Regions from separate parts of the Callithrix jacchus genome. Here region 2 is linked to region 1. A link is a contact called in public Hi-C data. All regions are on one chromosome and are shown on one strand. The core of a region is the stretch at or near the end of the contact, and the rest is flanking DNA. Distances in the headings are between cores, read along the strand shown.

Region 1 (4,893 bases), core at 904-3,403:
TAGGCATACTGGAGAATATCAGAATAGATTCAGACATGGCTCCTACCCCTCACAGAGCTCCTAATCGCAACACAGAGGCAGGAACCTCACACTAGCAATAATAATAATAGGAAGAGAAGGCGTTACCATTTGTTGTGCATGTACCATGCACCAAAGACTGTGCTGAGGGCCTCAAATCCACTCTCCTTTAATCAGCACAATCCTATGAAGTAGGGATTATGATTTTCCCCAGTTTTGCCAGATGAGAAAGCTGAGCCTCAGAAGGGGTAATTAACTTGCCTAAGATTGCACAGCTAGGAAGTAGTGAAGCCCGGGACTGACTCCGAAGCTTTTACATCACACCATATTGTTGTGCCCTCCCCTCTTCCAAACAATTAGAGAAGAGTCTAAGACAGTTTGCTCACATGTCTGTTTGAATAAATCAAATGTCAAAGCATACGAAGCTAACAGAGCTCTAGGCTGTCAGGCTGTGGAGAGCAAAGTGGGTTCTCTCATTAAGGCTTTAAAAGTCAGGGTGAGGCCAGCAGGATCCCTTTCCATGGTTCTGGGCAGTGTAGGCTGCAAAGCGTCAGCACGCTAGCAGGCTTGGTTGTTAAAGCCTATGGACTATGAGCTTGTCTGATACCCTACTGACTGGGAGCACTGCATAAGCCAGAAGCCTGCCTGGGGATCTTGGTTGTCCCAGCACCCTGGCACAGTGCCAGGCACAGGGACCACCAGAAAGAGGAATAAGTGAATGACACATGTATGCTAGAAGACGCCAGACCATAGCCCTCAATGAAAGCTGAATGAAGGAGACAGATACACCGACAGATTAAAAACAGAAGAGCTCTAAGTGGAGAAGGAGACCGGGGGGGGCCCATAGCACTGATCCCCACCATCCCCCTTGGCTTGCATGACAGGCAGACCCCAAGACACTGCTGGAGAGCCCACGATGGTCCTAGAACAGAGGAGGAAGCTATGCTCCACTCTACCACTCCCTAATTTTATTCATGAAGTTAAGGTCCAAAAAGGGAAGGGTCCTTTCCCAAGGTCACACAGCAGAGGGAGGCTAGAGTTAGATTAAAAAGTCAGGTACCCTGACCCTGGTTTGGGGAACTTTCCAGAACACTGGGCTAGAATTTCCCCTATTCCTCTTTCAACCACCTCCCCATTATCCTAGGGACTGGTCTCAGAATTTGCCTAATTCTTAGAAATAAGTCAACCCATGTCATCTTTTTGCATGTCTGTGGTATGGTAGGGAGGGCAGAATTGTAAGAGATCTCTGCTTTCATTTTGGGGGAAGCAGAGTCATTGGTGCTGAGAAGTTCTGTCATTTAACTCCAGTTATCTGCTGGTCAAGTGTAAGGACCTAGCCCAGCACACTGGGGTGGACTTACCAGCACAGAGTAGCCAATTTAGAAAGAAGACAACCTGCCTCAGTTTCCTCTGAAGAGCTTATTAAAAATACAGCCTCTTGGGTACCATCCTAGATCTACAAACTCCAAATCTCTGGAGTCAGGATCAAGGAACTGGTATTCCCCTTCTTAGGGAATTCTGTTTTTTTTTTTTTTTTTTTTTTTTGAGACGGAGTTTCGCTCTTGTTACCCAGGCTGGAGTGCAATGGCGCGATCTCGGCTCACCGCAACCTCTGCCTCCTGGGTTCAGGCAATTCTCCTGCCTCAGCCTCCCAAGTAGCTGGGATTACAGGCACGCGCCACTGTGTCCAGCTAATTTTTTGTATTTTTAGTAGAGACGGGGTTTCACCATGTTGACCAGGATGGTCTCGATCTCTTGACCTCGTGATCCACCCGCCTCGGCCTCCCAAAGAGCTGGGATTACAGGCGTGAGCCACCGCGCCCGGCCTGGGAATGCTTACACATCTGAGAGTTTGGGAGCCACTATTTTACATCCTGATTAAGACCTCCTTTCCCACCAAACAGCTCCACTAACCAGGCTGAAACCCATTTCCTTGGTCAGAGCTCTTATACTAGTGGCCCAAGTGATTTAATTGGGTGGGAATGCTACTTTGGAAACATTTGAATGTGAACGCCTTTAGGTGGGGCATGTACTCCTCAGCCACAAGCTCCACTGCTCCCTGATGTCTCACACCCAGCCCACTTCATGTTCCCTGGAAGTATGTACCTTCGCAATCACTGGCCTCTCCCTTACAGTGATTTCAAAATGTAAATACTTTGACCAGCCCTTGATACCCCAGTGCCGTTTAGACCATCAGAACTCCAGGCTTAGAGAATTTTCGCAATATGTTGTCTTGAATTGGGTCGAGATGGGCAGGGAATTCTGTAATGAGGGTGAAGGGAAGATCCGAAGGACTGAATTGAGGGTACAAAGAGCAAACCTAGGACTCCTCTCAATGTTCTACTTGGTCCTCTGGTGTGCTTACAACCCCCATTCCATTTCCTGCCTATGCCCTCACATTGTTTTTAATGCCTTCTCTATGTGGACAGATGCTGGGAACCAGGAAATGCAGACAGTCTCTGGGCCGATTCTGGATTCTCAACCCACCCAGGTCAGCGCAGCTTAGCAGGGACCTTGGCTCTGGTCCTGAAACCTGAGTATAGGAAGCGATGGACCTAGCTGGCTGGTCTCCGGGCAAACTGGAAGGCTACAGCGAAGATTTAGCGCGCCATCTGTTGGTTATTTGGGAAACTGCATCTCTGCAAAACGGGTTGCCTAGAGCTACAGGCATCTCCAAATTTGCCAGCGGGTTCTTAGGCAAGAAATTTCTTTTCACCTTTCCAAGATTTCACACTCTTTAAAAAGCCACTGCGCACTTACGAGCCTTCTATCCCAGCAAAATGCACTTGCAGTTGATTTGTATATACTTCCAGGGATTTGGCCAACTTCAGGTTAAGATCTTCTGAGACCCAGAGAGGCCAAGGAGTTTGCTTGAGCTCACACAGCACAGTAGTGCAAGTGCGAAGTCTGAAAGCAGGTGTTCCAGTCACCTATCTAGTGTTTTTAATTCTCAGGCTGCCTCTTCAAGCCTTAAGGGCTCTTCCCTCTTTCTTCTCTGCCAGAGTGCTGTAAATATCTGTGGGAGTCTTTGACATGCCCAGAAACTGTAAGGCTCCTACCTCTCCTGGGGGTTCTGGGCTCTCCAACAACCCTATTCTCCATTCGTTGTTCCTGGGTCCTACAGAAGCATGACCCCGGGCCACTTTAGTGACACCCACTCTGCTCTTAAGAAGCTCAGACCCTGTGTCTTGAACTGGGAGTTAGGACAAGAAACTGATCTGTCACTGATAGGCTGCTGTCCTTGGAGGCTGCTGCTCTTGGATGATTGTCAGACCTTCCAGGATCTTGGCCTCCTCAGTGTAAAATGCTACATTGGAGGCAGCCATCTCCAAGGGCCCTTCCTTACTCTAACTACAAAACTGGTCAATGGGTGCTGTCCTTCACAGCAAGCCGGTCCAAGTGACTTTCCCCAGCCAAACACCCAGACAGGATCAAAAGCTAAATTCCTTTTCAAAATCAGAAGCCCTGGGCAGGTGGGGCTGCTTAAGGGAGGGAGGGGACCTGCATGCCATAGGAACAGAAGGAACACAGAGGAAGCACCCCGTGACTCTTCCAACACCTCCCATGGGCCAGGAAGGCAGGACAAGGAGGCAGACCAAGGGGCATTTCTTGGGGATAAAGTAGTACAGGAAATGCTGAGTGATGGATAAAAGGGTGGCTTTGTGGGTTCAAGGGCATAATGCACAGGGCTGGGTATACAGTTGGCATCTAATAAGGGAGACTTACTGTCATCACATAGCTTAACACTAAACTCTTCTTTCACTTATTTAAACAAACATTTGCTCATGTTTTGGTGGGAACAGAGGTTCTCAAACCTGAGCATGCATCAGAATTGCCTGGCTGGCCTCTTTAAGATGCAGATTGCAGAGTCCCACTCTGAGTGTCTGATTCAGATGATCTGAGGTGGGGCTCTGGAATCGGCATCACTAGCAAGTTCTCAGGTGATGCTGACTTTCTCATTCAGGGAACACGCTTTGAGAACCACTGGCTTGGAGTGACAGAGGAAACAGACCACCCTGCCCTCGTGAGGGCATTGAGCAAGTAAATATCACAGAATCTGTATGTTCTGAAGAGGGACGTGCAGAGTGCTTGGGGCTGTTCCCAGTCTGGGGAGTTCATGCTAAGACCTGAGGGCCTAGTAGAGCCAGCCCAGTAAGCGGAAGAGGGGTGAAAATGTTGTGAAACACTCACTTAGAATAGGCAGGCTCTCTCTCACATCATTCATCCACTCCTCCCAGCCAATGTCAGGAAGGCAGGATTAACCCCCATTTTACAGATGAGAAAGGTAAGGCTGAGAGAGAGAAATAACTAACCTGAGAACTCATGGCAAGAAAGAAGTCCAGGTCTGTTTGTGCACTGGACACCCACGAGCAGCCACACCCCCTCTGCTGCAACCCCAGGAACCCCCGTCTTTCCAGGGGAGCTGCCACCTGGACACAGCTGCAGGGCCCGGCCAGCCGCACTCTGTCCATTTCCCCCACTGGAGCGCTTCAAGTGTTTTCACTGCTGGGTGAATTCAGCAGATGCCTTTCGATCACAGCCTATTAAATTAGCCCCTCTCTGCAGCCAAAAGAAGGTAATTATGTTTTCATTAGCCCTGGATAATGTATTGCCCCCTCGGTGACAGCCACATCGGGGAGGCCAACCTCCTCCTTTCCTCCTTCTGCCCGGGGCTCTGCTAGAGCACTCCACTCCCCTGGGGTCCACCTCTGCACTGAGGGGCGGGCACCAGTGAGGGTCAGAGAGGCTGGGAGGGGGAAAGGGCACCCTTTACACCCGTCCACCATCCATGCAGGGGTTGAGGGGTGTGGTCCTGAGAGAAAGGCCAAGAATAATTGTTATCATGGTGACCATTTACAAAGCACCTGCTGTATG
Region 2 (4,893 bases), core at 638-3,137, 73 kb before region 1:
TCACTCCTTCAGGGTCTCTGGCAGTGTCTAAAGACATTTCGGGATGAGGAGGGAGGCAGAAAGGAGGTTGTTACTGGCATCTAGTGGGTAGAGGCCAGGGATGCTGCTGAAATCCTGCAGTGCACAGGACAGCCCTCACCACAAAGAGTTATCCACCAAATGTTACTAGGGCCGAGGTTCAGAACCCTAAGGCAATGGCTAGTATTGTGATGAACATGATTAACAGCTGTGGAAATGACCCGGCATAAAGTCCAGTCGTGAATGGGACCCTGTCTCTGAAAAAGATGAAAAAATTAGCCAGGCGTGGTGGCACATGCCTATAGTCCCAGCTACTCAGGAGGCTGAGGTGGGAGGATTGCCTGAGCTCAGGAGTTTGAGGCTGCAGTGAGCTGTGACCACACTACTGCCCTCCAGCCTGTAGGAGACAGAACAAGACCCTGTCTGATATGGTTTGGCTGCGTCCCCACCCAAATCTCATCTTGAATTGTAGCTCCCATAACTCCCATATGCTGTGGGAGGAACCTGATGGGAGGTAATTGAATCACAGGGGTGGGTCTTTCCCATGCTGTTCTCATGATAGTGAATAAGTCTCATGAGATCTGATGGTTTTATAGAGGGGAGTTCCCCTGCACACGCTGTCTCTTGCCGCCGCCATGTCAGACATGACTTTGCTCCTCCTTTGCCTTCTGCCATGAGTGTGAGGCCTCCCCAGCCACGTGGAACTGTGAGTCCATTAAACTTCTTTCCTTCATAAATTACCCATTCTTGGGTGTGTCTTCATCAGCAGTGTGAGAACAGACTAATACCCTGCCTCTAAAAAATAAAAATGAAAGTCCAATCATGAGATGGTAGACTTCACAAAGGCAGAAATTTTTGTCAGTCTTGGTCACTGCTATATCTCCAGTGCCTAAAAGAGTGTCTGGTGCATAGTAGGCGCTCAGGATATATCTGTTGAATGAAGAGACAAATGAATAAAATGGAAGGGCTACTTGTCAAAGTCTCATGTGGTCACAGAAAGAACATTCTGATCTGTACATATATGAATATAAGAAATATTTGCCGACTACTATGTGACGTGCTTTGTGCCATACACTGGAGGTTTGATGGTGTAAACAAGACCTAAAGGTAGAGCTCAGTCTCATGGGTAAATCTGACAAATGAACAGGCAATTCTGGAGTCCTCTCTACAACTTCCTGCTGGAGTTCTTTGATTGATGGGGAGCTCATTCCCTCACAGGGCAGCATACTCCTCGATTCTTATAAGAATATTCTTGGCCAGGAGTGGTGGCTCACACCTGTATTCCAAGCACTTTAGGAAGCTGAGGCAGGTGGATCACCTGAGGTCAGGAGTTTGAGACCAGCCTGGCCAAAACGGCAAAACCTTGTCTCTACTAAAAATACAAAAAAATTAGCCAGGCATGGTGGCACGTGCCTGTTGTCCAGGCTACTCAGGAGGCTGAGGCGAGAGAATTGCTTGAACCAGGAGGCAGAGGTTGCAGTGAGCCGAGATTGCACCACTGCACTCCAGCCTGGGTGACAGAGAGATTCCATCTCAAAAAAAAAAAAAAAAAAAAATTATCTTTACCAGAGACACCCACAACCACCAGGGGCCAGGGTGCAGTCACCTGAGCTTAGAGCCCTGTCATCCCAAAGCCTCACTCTGTGCCCAGGCACCTGCCCCATGCCTAGCCCAGGAGGCCCCCATGGCTAACAGCCCAACCAGCTGCCTGCTCCCTTCTCATCTCTGGTTGACAAGCCAGGCTGGCTGAGTCACAGGCTCAGCTTCTCCCAACCCACGTGGGGTCTGGGTCTATGCCAGGGGATGAGCCGCCTGCCAGAGTGCCCACAAGACAGACCAAAAAGGGCCCATGAGCTTCACTGTGGATCAGACTTAAGAACATTCTGGAATCCCATGCTCCAGCTTGGAGCTCCCTGAGGGCCAGATGGCAGCAGACGGGTATGTAATTCTACCAGTGAGAAAACCGGGGCATCCAATGTGTTGGGGGTAACCTGTGTTGCCTGAGAATAGTAATACAATAATGATTATTGCCGTATGTTGTCATGGTTTATTATTGCTATTTATTGTCATGGTTAATTTTTAAGCAGACATGCCTAGCTCGGGAGGCCCCCATGGCTAACAGCTTTGTCTGTTTTGGTCACTGCTATCTCCCCAATGACTAGAACAGGACCTGGTACATAGTAGGTCCTCAGTGAGTTCTTCTGTGGAATAAGTGCATAAACGACAACAACAATGGCTACTTCTATTTGTCAAGCACATAACACAAGGAATTACATATTTATTTTTGTGGGATTTTTACATTTTTCTGTCTCCACCACAAAGGCACGAATGACCGACTTTGTTTTTTCTTTCATTTTTTGAGACGGAGTTTCACTCTTGTCACCCAGGCTTGAGTGCAATGGCATGTTCTCGGCTCACAGCAACCTCCACCTCTGGGGTTCAAGTGATTCTCCTACCTCAGCCTCCCGAGTAGTTGGGATTACAGGCATCTGTCACTGCACCTGGCTAATTTTTTTGTATTTTTAGTAGAGATGGGGTTTCACCATGTTGGCCAAGCTGGTCTCAAACCCCTGACCTCAGGTGATCTGCCTGCCTTGACCCCCTAAAGTGCTGGGATTACAGGTGTGAGCCGCCGCACCCAGCCAACTGGCTTTGTTTTTACAAGAACATTGTTCCTGTAAAAATTATATCCCCAGCACAGTGACCCATGTCTAGCAGGTGCTTGATAAATGTTGAATTAAGAGGCAGGTGCTGAGTATTATCTCATTTATTTTCACGCAGCCCAGGCAGGGCAGGAGCACCTGGGAGCACGTTTTTAGAAAGGAGAGATTGAGACTAGAGAATGAAATGGTTTCTGAAGGTCACACACTTTGTGAGACTCAGATTGGAGCCAGAATCTGAACCCTGTGCGCTTGTAGAAGCTGTGAGCTCCTTGCTGCTGGGTCCCACTCTCCAGCAGTAAAGAGAAAGAACAGGGTTGGGGGCCTTTGGGAAGGGATCCCAGGGCAGAGTGGGTTACTTCGGTACTTCCTCATCCTGCCCTGTAAACCCAAGTCACAAAGCTTTTTCCGTGTGGTGTCCCATTTGGGGTTCACAGCAGCTGCAGCAAAGCCCAGAGAGGTCGAGTAACTTGCTCAAGGTCACACAGCAAGTTGAGCACAGGTCTTCTGACTCTATGTCCAGTGCTCTTTCTCCTAAACCCCAAACAGTGGCTCAAACCTGGAGCCCTAATATAAGCAGGAACACATGTGGGTCAGGGAAGAAGGCTTGAATTTCAGCAGTGGGCTTTATTTTCCCTGGCAAACTGGCCCAACCCACATAGTGGCAAATCCACGTTCCATACTTTGCTGTGTGACTTCGAGAACTGGCTTCCCCTCTCTGAGCCTCAATTTTCTCATCTCAAAACTGGGGATGATATTATCTACTTTGCAGGTGGTGATGAAAATCCCTGACTCCATGTCAGATACAGCTGGTTGTGCATTCTGGCTCTTCTGCTGTGTGACGCTGGGGAAGAAGCTTAGCTTCTCTGTGTCTGTTTCTTCATCTTGCAAAGTGGGTTTATAAATACCCACCTTTTGGGGGCACATGAGATTTAAGAGGGGACAATGTGGGCACCATGCCCAGCCTGGCATATAGTATGTGTCCAATAAAAGATAGTTCACGGGATCCTTTGTGACCGCCATGGGTGGCCTCACGCAGGATCCAGCAGGCACAGCCTGGTCCCTGCAAACCCAGCACTTTCACTCCTGGCTGCCCCCAGCCAGCTGGGGGGAAACCTGAGCTGCCCTCCTCCTGGGCAGACGCTGCCACTGCTGCTGCCACCTCTAAATGTAAGAAAGGTCAGAGCCTGGGGAAGTCAGGGCCGTGCCATGGAGGCAGCCGGCAGGAGAGGAAGGGAGGGGTGGCCGGCGACTGCCTGACTGCCCTCGTCTCTCCCGGGGAGGCCTGAACTGGCCTGGTCTGGGTGCAACCCCCCTGCCCAAGGCTTGGCCTCCCAACCCGGCAGAGCCGCCTCCCAGCCTGCCCCTGGGGAGGGGCCACCTGGTGTCAATTAAACCCCAGTCGCGCTCGGCCTGCACCACACCAGGCGGCTGATTAGTGCCGCTGGCCTCTCCAGATGGGGAGCACTGTCTGAGAGGGGGCGACCGCCACCATGCCAGGGTGAGGCCTTGCCGGAGCTGGTGAGTACCCAGGCGGGGGCTCAGCTCCCCAGGCAGGAGGACCTGGTGTGCCCGGGCTGGGCGTCGTGGGGTGGGGGCTCACTGTGGGGCTCATTTTCCTGCAGTATTTCGGGGCCTCGTAGCATCCCTGACCCCTGCCACCTCAGCCTTACATGAAGGGTACCCAAGGGGACCACAGGCCAGCCCCGTGTCCTTCCCCTCAGGTCATGCAGCCACTGGGGCACCCCAGATAGTGTCAGGAGACCTGATGGGTGAATGAGGGAGCAGTCAGCACAGATGAGGCTTTCGGGTTTCGACTCTGCCCTCATCACCCACAACAGAGCCAGTTCTCCCTGCTGGCCGGTCTGGGACTCTAAGGCCTGGTGCCTCCAACCTGCCAGCCCCAGAGCTCATGCTGTGGGTGGCACCATTGCTCGGCTGGCATGAGACCCCTGCGGGAAGCAGGCGTGGAGAAGCTGCTGTACTGAAGGCTCAGGGGGAGGCCATGCTCTTCAGAGTGCCACATGTCCTAGGGCACTGTTGAGGGCCAAGGAGGGCCCTGGCCATAACCCACAGATGCTTTTAGGGATACCAGGCCGCTCTGCACACTGAGCCACCTCCTGGTTCCCAGTGGGGAGTCGATCCCAGCAGGGACAGAGGAGGAGGTGGCTGCCTGCCCATGGGACAGTTGTGGGCAGGAGGGACAGAGAGGGAA

Evidence for each region. A called contact is a pair of places that touch in the nucleus more often than the background predicts.
Region 2: a contact with region 1 is called in a Hi-C map of skeletal muscle, with 6 times the contacts expected there. The contact joins the promoter of NOS1 here to the enhancer-like site in region 1. A contact is called at or near these places in 2 of 3 Hi-C or Micro-C datasets (both in skeletal muscle).

Annotation. Positions count from the first base shown.
Region 1 is chr9:120,405,246-120,410,138 of calJac240_pri, reverse strand. The region is part of intron 1 of NOS1 (nitric oxide synthase 1); the gene reads left to right. Among named protein-coding and RNA genes, the nearest start is that of NOS1, 73 kb to the left of the region's middle. Within about 2 kb of position 2,153, at least 1 of the 16 cell types and tissues checked has an H3K27ac peak or open chromatin away from gene starts, as enhancers often do. A contact at or near this core is called in skeletal muscle, where this site is marked.
Region 2 is chr9:120,477,745-120,482,637 of calJac240_pri, reverse strand. It overlaps NOS1 (nitric oxide synthase 1), which reads left to right and starts at 1,887. Exons shown (of 30, transcript XM_035257768.3): 1 at 1,887-1,956.